Linked DNA regions of Muntiacus reevesi: region 2 is linked to region 1. The links are chromatin contacts, called in public Hi-C maps. All regions are on one chromosome and are shown on one strand. Each heading gives the region's core, a stretch centred on a gene start, on an enhancer-like site or on the middle of the called end of the contact. The rest is flanking DNA. Distances are from core to core; before and after follow the strand shown. Region 1 holds the start of KLF10 (KLF transcription factor 10). Region 2 holds the start of ATP6V1C1 (ATPase H+ transporting V1 subunit C1).

What was found. Hi-C and Micro-C count contacts between places; a contact is called where the count stands out from the background.
Region 2: a Hi-C map of muscle shows a contact between it and region 1, with 8 times the contacts expected there. The contact joins the promoter of ATP6V1C1 here to the promoter of KLF10 in region 1. A contact is called at or near these places in 2 of 3 Hi-C or Micro-C datasets (blood and muscle).

What each region holds. Positions count from the first base shown.
Region 1 is chr12:19,071,022-19,075,190 of mMunRee1.1, reverse strand. KLF10 (KLF transcription factor 10) reads left to right here and starts at 2,208. Exons shown (of 4, transcript XM_065903194.1): 1 at 2,208-2,566. The coding sequence starts at 2,528.
Region 2 is chr12:19,376,620-19,380,788 of mMunRee1.1, reverse strand. ATP6V1C1 (ATPase H+ transporting V1 subunit C1) reads right to left here and starts at 1,880. Exons shown (of 13, transcript XM_065902689.1): 1 at 1,756-1,880.

The DNA of each region.
Region 1 (4,169 bases), core at 959-3,458:
CGAGACACTTCTGAGGCAAAACTGCTCAGAACTGGGAACCAACTGAGGAAGACAGTGAAGGCTGGATGGACGGGAGATGAGAAGCCCATACGGGAAGGAGCAAAACAAGGACTTTAGTTTGGGTTCCTTTCAGCCTGAGGTGCCTGGGCACCATCCTTCTCTGAATCTCTAGGAATGGTGGTACCACCACACTGTTCCTCCTACCCCTTTTCTTTCCTGTTTTGAATCACTCCCACAAGCCAGAAATGCTCCCTGCTCCTCAGCGTGCAGGAGAACCACGCCAGCAGGCCCCACTGTCCTGAGGAAGGGACCGAGGAACCTGGAGGGCCGGCTGCGGCCTCCCCGGGGGAAGCTCCCTGACAGGAAGGCAGGCTGGGAACAGACAGGAGCTTCCTCCGCTGCAGCAGGTGCCCAGGGCCAGCTGCTCCAACATCCCCCAGGCTCACATCAACAGGATGGGACAGCCCAGCGGAAGGAAGCCCGCAGGGAGGGACGCCCGCGCTGCAGACAGAAGCCGGGGCAGGGGATGAAGGGGAGACAGGAAGAGCTGCCTGAGCTGCTGAGCTGGCGCCCCTCCAGCAGATTCAGGAGAGGCAGTGACAGGCGGCCATTCAGTCCTCCTTCCCTCTCTCAGTGGGCGTCTCTAGCCCTGGTTGATCCTATTATTATTACTACTACTGTTGTTGGCTAGCCTGGGCCTGTTTCTAAAATATTTAATTCATTGATTTTCCTTTTTTTTTTTTTTTTCTTTCTGGCCATGCCCGGAGGCTTGTGAGATCTCAGTTCCCCAACCAGGGGTTGAACCCAGGCTATGGCAGTGAAAGCACCCAGTCCAAACCACTGCACCGCCAAGGGATTCCTTAGTTTATTCCTTTTCTATACTCATTTTGAGATTATTGGGAAAGAAAAGACACTTACATCATCAGCCTTTCAGTTACACAGAGAAGTGAGGCAGCTGGAGGGAAGGGCAGTGATTTCTGCCCCCTGTTAGCCAGTCCCAAGGAGTGGCTTTAAGTTTGCTTTAAGCTGCGCTATCACCTCCTCTCCAACAATAGCTGTGTACAGGGGGCCAAACGGCTAAAAGGGAGCCGAAAAGGAGCCAGAGCAGAACCATAGGCTTGCAATCCGGAGGCCCCGGACTGCCTCCGACCTGGTTCGGGACGGGGATTGCGGAGGTGTGGCTGGGGCTTTCGCGGGACCGACAGCAGGGGGTTTCGTGACTTCGATTGGGGAGTATTCCCACCGCAACTCACTCCCAGGCGTGCCCTGTCTGGCGCCTCGTGACCCTAGAAGACCCCGCCCCTCCCCACCCCCACAAGCAGTTTCCCAGCAGGGCGTTTCCGGAGGCCGTGGCCCAGGGTAGGTGTGGGGGTAGGGTCTACCTTTGAAACAGCTTGTAGACTGTGATTTAAACTTTACACCGAGCTCAAAACTCGGTTCTGCAACAGTCGGCTCCAGAGAAAGATTAAAAAAAAAAAAAACTCCGTCCTATGGCTCCCCATCACCCCCACTGGTCTAGTTTTCGGGGCTTCCTGCAGTCCCCACACCATTCTCTCCACAGCCCTGGAGGAAGGATGGGCGGGGCGGACGGAGGCGGGCAACGCCGCCGGCAGTGCAGATGGAGAGGGCGAGCCAGCGCCTGCGGCCCGGGCGTGGGCGGGGGGCCGCAGGAGCAGGTGTCCGCTCAGTGACAGGATTCCCTTCCCCTGGCCTCCCTTCCCTGGTGCTACCCACGGTTCAGCGAGGCAAAAACCCAGCAAATGCTCCAGAAATGCAACTCGGTCGGTCACCAGGCTCTCCTTTCTCGCCAGACGCGCAAGAGGACGGGGCGCTTCCAAATGCAAATCTCTTGGCTCTGGACCCTTGGCTTGCAGCCGCCGCCTCCCCCGCATGGCCACCCGGCGTCCCGCCCACCCCGCGGCGGCGAAGCCCGAGATGGGACCTCGCCCGCGGATGGGGAATGGGCGGAGCGGGCATCCCTCCCCATCTCCCACGTGGGCCCGGCTCTCCGCAGAGAGCCTGGGCGCGCCGCGGCGGCCGCGCCTCCGGGCTGGGCCCCAGTTCCTGGCGCCGCCCCCACCCCCGGGCCAGGGAAGGGGACTGCAGGCCGGGGAGGGGGTGTGGGGGTGGGTGAGGGGTGCGGGCCCTGTCCACAGAGTCAGGTGGTGGCGGGAGTTCCCTCGGGCTGGGCCCGGGGAAACGCGCTGCCGGGGGGATTGTGTACACGCTCCACTGACACAAGCTTCACGCTGCCGGGCAGCCGCTGATCACGCGTGGCCCCGCGAGCCCATTGGCCGGCGCCTCACACACCTTTGTCGCTGATTGGCCGACCTCAGGCTCCGCCCCCACCCCCGCCCGCCGCTCGGGGCAGGCGGAGCGGCTACCTGAATGGGGAGGGGGGCAGACGGCGCGGAGCGCGGCGGCGGCGGGAGCGGCGTCGAGTGTCTCTGGGCGCCCGTCTGTGGCCAGGCAGCCAAGGACAGCCTTGCAGCCAGTCAGCTTGTCGCCGGCGGCCGGGTACCCAACCATGCTCAACTTCGGCGGCGCTTCTCTCCAGCAGGCTACGGTAAGTCACCTGGGGATGCCCCAAGCCCTTCTCTTGCCTCGCTGCGTCCGGGGAGACCCCCGAGCCCCTGACATCAGCCTCGCCTGACGACGGAGGTTGCAGGGGAGTCGTGGAAGAGGAAGAGGGGCTTCCCGCCTGCAGACTGGGCATTGGTGAGGGCGTGTGTGTAGCGGAGGGGGTGGTCTGGAGAAGCAGGCTGGGAGCTAGAGGCGAAGTGAGAGAGTCTCGCTCGAGGTGTAAGGAGGGAAGGGGGCAGCTCCGCTGGGAGGCTGGAAGCAGGTGAGGGGGGGAGATGGCCGGAGGGCCGGGAAGAGTGAGGAGACGGGGTCTGGCTGCCCAGTCAGCGAGAATAGGAGGCGTGGAAGTACAGGAGGGGGGGACGAGGGGGCTACCCTGCACCTGGCGCCGGGGGGAAGAGATGCCTCCGTCTGGGTAAGGAATGCGCCCCAGGCTGGGAGGGGGCTGCTCTCGAGCATGTGAGGGGTGGGGAACCCACCGGAGAGGAGAGGGGGACTCCCCATCTCGGGGGGTCTTGAACTGAGGCTTGCAGGACTGGGGCTATCCAGCAGACAGCGGGGGGTGGTGGGCTGTGGGGAGGGGCACCCGGCGTGGATGCAAGGGGATAGCACGGGGGTTGGGGAGTTTACCCCACCTCAGACGTCTGGAGGGGACTCCCTTATCTCCGGAACAAGCAGGCAGGTGGCCTCCTCCGGAGGACGCCTTGGCGGGGGAGGGGGCTGGGAGCCGCCTAGGCGGCAGTAGATGGAAGGGGAGGGAAGCGGGACCCTAGCATCGGGGTGGGGAAGGTGGGCGGGGGGGGAGCCGGGGCTGCGAGACGCGGGGGCCGCGCGCCGAGGCGGGAGCCGCCGGCCGTGGGGCCGCGCGCCTGGAGCCGGGCCTGTTGGGGGCTGCACGTCTGGGAACTCGTGGAGATGCTGGGCTCGGCGCGGGGGTGGTGGGGGGCCGGAGCTGCCGGAAACCGCGGGGACGCGGGGGCGCCGCGTCTTCGGGGCGAGTCGGGGTGGTCTGAGATCCCGCGGGCGGCGTGGGCGGGAAGCGCCGAGGGCTCGGCCGGGTCCCCGGGGGCTGCGGCCGGAGGAGGGCGGGGGCCGGGTTTCCGCGGGGACCTGTCTCCTCCTCCAGCAGCTGAGGCGGAGGCTGGGGGGTGGGCCGGGAACGGATGCGCCCTGGGAGCTTCTCGTCCCCGAGTGACCCAGCCCGGGCCTCCGCCAGGGCGGGAGCGAGGCCCGGCCCCGCTGTCGGTTCCTAAGGGAACGGCGGGGAGCTGGAAGGGGCGGGCGCGCCGGGAGCCGGGCGCCTGCGGCCCCGCCCCTCCCCGCAGGCCCGGGCGCGCACGGCCGGGCGGTTGGCGGCGGCGCCCGCGGCCCCTCCCCCGGGCCGTCGCGAGGGCGGGGGCCCCGCGGGCTCAGGAAGTAGGTGAAAGGTGACGGCGCGGCAATTCCCAGTTCACGTTTCCTGCGCCGCCCCGAGCAGCCGCTGATCACGCTTTGTTCACATGCCTCGCCCCCCCTCACTCCTCCTCCGCGCCCCCGCCCTCCGCCGCCCAGCCAATCCCAGCCCGGGCCGCCCGGCCGGCTGGCCA
Region 2 (4,169 bases), core at 631-3,130, 310 kb before region 1:
GAAACTCACCCTTCTCTCTAGAGAGATTGTGGTTAAGTACTGGGCAGGTAATTGGCAGTCAGAAGGCAGTATAAGTTATGCTAGACTTAAAACACATCATTTGATCTGTTTCTAGGCCCAAGAGTCTATCTAGATAGGTCCCGGTCTATACAATGAATGGCATTTTCATCTACTTCCTCTCAAAGAACTGTAAGAACAAAACAAACATGAAAGGGGCTTCTGGGGCGGCCCAGTGGTGAAGAATCCGCCTAGCAATGCAGAAGACATGGGTTCGATCCCTGGCCAGAGAAGATCCGACATGCCTCAGGACAACTAAACCCCGACTACTGAGCCAGCGCGCTACAGACTCTGTGCTTCACAAAAAAGCACACAACTTGAGAAACCCGCACACCACAGCTAGAGACTCCCCCTCCGCACCCCTGGCCCGCGGCAACTAGAGAAAGACGGCTCACAGCAAGGAAGACCCAGCGCAATTAAAAACACAATAATTTTTTTTAAAAAACGTAATTCCTGTGACTGTTGTTCAATAAAAGGTATTCGGGAGTAGATGACAGTACCAAAGTATAAGTTTGGAAGAGCAAAACAGATCTTCACAAAAGTCTCCCCAGCCCCCAAATGATCCAACACCTCCTGTGTACTTCGGGGCTATTGGGGTGGGGGAAGGGGAGAGCTACAATGACACTCAGTGAGGGGTGCAAACACAATCTAATCTTTTCTCCCCTTTGGTCTTCTGTTTCTCAGGTGATTCAATTTGCCTGTGTGACTCCTCCAGTTTCTTTTCTGGGTTTCTTGCCTACTCTTCCCCCATTCTAATTAAAAAAAAAAAAAACCACAAAACGCTCTGAGTTCTCTGGAATCCCGTTCTTTCCCCTGTCACATGGACCCTGCGTCCTCGCTGAGGGTCTCCTAGACCCTCTAAATTACCATCACCTACTCGCAAGCACGTACGCCCAGGGGAAGCTGTACCGCTCGCTGTGACCTCACACACACCACCCCGGATCCTCATCTGGGCCACTCTGTTACCTTTCGTCCCCCTGAGCGAGGATTCACTGTGACCCTTACCCCAACCCAAGGAGAAACGCCTCAGACCCGCAGTGTTTATGTCTGCCTCTGCCACAGAACAGCCCCTAGGGCCCTTTCTCTTTTCCCCTCCTTCCCTTCCCCTTAGAGACAGAACCCAGGCCCACGGCGGCGACAAACTCGCGCCGAGAAACCAGACACGGCCGCCCAGCCGGCTGCTCCAACGCCACAGCCTCGGCCCCCGCGCCCGCCCCCATCCCTCCCAAGCGGCGACCGCAGCGCGAGCTTCAGCCCGGCCGGGGTTCCCGAGGCGGGGTAGCCATCGCTCACTGACCCAGGGAAGTGTCAAAAGAGGACGTGACGGCAGTAACAGGCAGAGAGGCGGACAGCCTGGCAGGCGTTAACGGCTCAGCGCTCCATCCCCTCCCCGACCTAAGCTCCGGCCTCACGGCTTCCTCGACCCCGGCGCCTACGGAGCAAGTCACGTGCCAGCCAGGACGGTCAGCTGACCGCGGCGCGCGCCGCCACGCCTACGTGCGCCGCTCCCTACGCGCGCGCCACTGCGCAGCCGCCACGGCCGAGCCCTCGGAAGAGGAGCCGGGGAGGGAGGCTGCCCGGGAGCGGCAGTCTGAGCGGGCCGAGCTCTTCCGGGGTGGGTGGGGTTTCTGCTTCTGGAGTTCCGCCCGAGTCCCGTCGGCCACCCGTGCATTTCATCGCTGCCATCCTTAAGGTTACCCCGGTTTTGTTCAAGTTTCTGCGGCTCGGACTTTGCCTCCAGGCTTCTCCACTCAGGATTTTCTTCGGACAGCCCGGTTTTTCTGAGTAATATCCTTAAGAGTTCCCTTCAGCCTCTGATTCACCTTTTCCTTTCAGTCCACTTCGAGTTAATTCCATAAATGTCTTTAGAGCGTTTACTATGCACTCGTCATTGTGCTCATTTTCTTAGGATTGTCTACCGGCGTGAATCACTCCTTGCAGGGGAGAGTTTATAATCTAGTTCGGGCGTCTTTGAGGCATGTGATAAACATCGGATAGTTGGAACCACAGTAGATAAAAATGAAAACCAAACAAGGTTACAGGGCAGAGGCAGGGACAGGAGAAATCATATCCTTTGGGAGAAGAAAAGATAGCCAGCCGCTCTCCTGAGCCATGCATATTTCATTAGCTTGGGAAGGTAGGTGGTATTATTCTGGTTCAGAACATAGTTTAGAAACGTTAGAGAATTTTTTTTTAGACAACTTTTTAATTCAGTTTTTGATTTTGATTCCTATTGTGCGATTAGTTTCAAATACTTTCCCCACTTAGTTTCATTGAAACATTTATCTTCTTCCCTTGAAGAAATTATGAGGAGAAAACAAATCTTCTCTATGCATTAAAAATCAAAAACTCTTTTATTTTTTAATTCAGTACTTTTATATTAGGGAAGGTGAAGAGCTAGAGATCACAGAGCTGTTTGGCACAAGGGAATAGACATATCTGGTTTTCAATCCTGGCTCCGCTGCTGAGGAGCTGTGTGACCACAGGCCTGTGAATTTCAGCTTCTTCACCTGTAAACTGGAGGCAATAATATTTACATGATAGGGGTGGGCCTGTGTCCCTGCAGAAATTCACCACAGAATTTCTTAGAGCCTTAGTAATACATCTGAATAAAAAGTAATAACCAACCAACCAACCAACCTATCTTCAACCTAATGCTTCTCACTAATTTTGGATGCTCTTCAGGCAATTCCAACAACCGGTTCTGTAACACAGCTTTGGAAACTCCTCAGAAATTCCAAGGGCTTTATTTGGCATCATAACGTGTGCCCAAAGGCCATGTTTTGTTAGCTCTGTCTGTCCAATACAACTTTCTTTGGTGGTGAAAATGTTAATCTGTGCTTTCCATATTGTGTCCACTAGACTGAAGTGGCTCTTGAGCACTTGAGATGTGGCTATTGTGACTGAAAAACTGAGTTTTAAAATTTATTTCACTTTCATTAATTAAAATTTAAACACCCACTAGTGAGACTAGTGATAGCTGCTTTAGGCAGTGAAAATTAGGGTCTGCATTTGAAACCTTTTGGTTTTTGTGTGTGGCCCAGAGGCAGAATTCTTACGTCTGTTTCTTAATTTTTAAATTCAAGTGCATCTATTTCTGACGTCTGAACACTTTGCAGTGTTTTAAGCAACATGTTATACTTGAGAGGCAGTATAAAGCATTTTTCAATAAATGCTAGCTCCAATTATCATCAGACCTAGCATGTCTCATTTAAAAATCTAGCAAACATGTTTAAAATAAGCAGGGTATGCTTACTTTCTTTGGCTTCTGATAGTAAGGGAATGTGTTTTACAAAGATTGGGGATGCTTGCTTTTCCTTACTATGCATAGGAGCATCATAGGTATCTAAGTATGTATAGTAGGCATGACACACCTTTTCCTGCAATTCCACGTACCTAAAGCACCTCCTAAGCTTAAAGCACTGAAAAAAAAAAATGCATAGAGAAGATTTATTTTTTTCTCATAATTTTTTCAAGGGAAAAAGATAAATGTTTCAATGAAACTAAGTGGGGAAAGTATTTGTAATTAGTCACACAATAGGAATCAAAATAATTTTTCACAGGAGAGTGAAAAGCTGACTTAAAACTCAACATTCTGAAAACTAAGATCATGGCATCTGGTCCTATCACTTCATGGCAAATAGATGGGGAAACAATGGAAACAGTGACAATTTTCTTGGACTCCAAAATCACTGCAGATGGTGACTGCAGCCATGAAATTAAAAGACACTTGCTCCTAGGAAGAAAAGCTATGACCAACCTAGACAGCACATTAAAAAGCAGAGACATTACTTTGCCGACAGTGGTCCGTATAATCAAAGCTATGGTTTTTCCAGTAGTCATGTATGAATGTGAGAGTTGGACCATGAAGAAGGCTGAGCACCAAGGAACTGATGCTTTTGAACTGTGGTGTTGGAGAAGATTTTTGAGAGTTCCTTGGACTGCAGGGAGATCAAACCATCAATCCTAAAGAAAATCAATTCTGAATACTCATTGGAAGGACTGATGCTGAAGCTGAAGCTCCAATACTTTGGCCACCTGATGTGAAGAACTGACTCATTATAAAAGACCCTGATCCTGGGAAAGATTGATGGCAGGAGGAGAAGGGGACA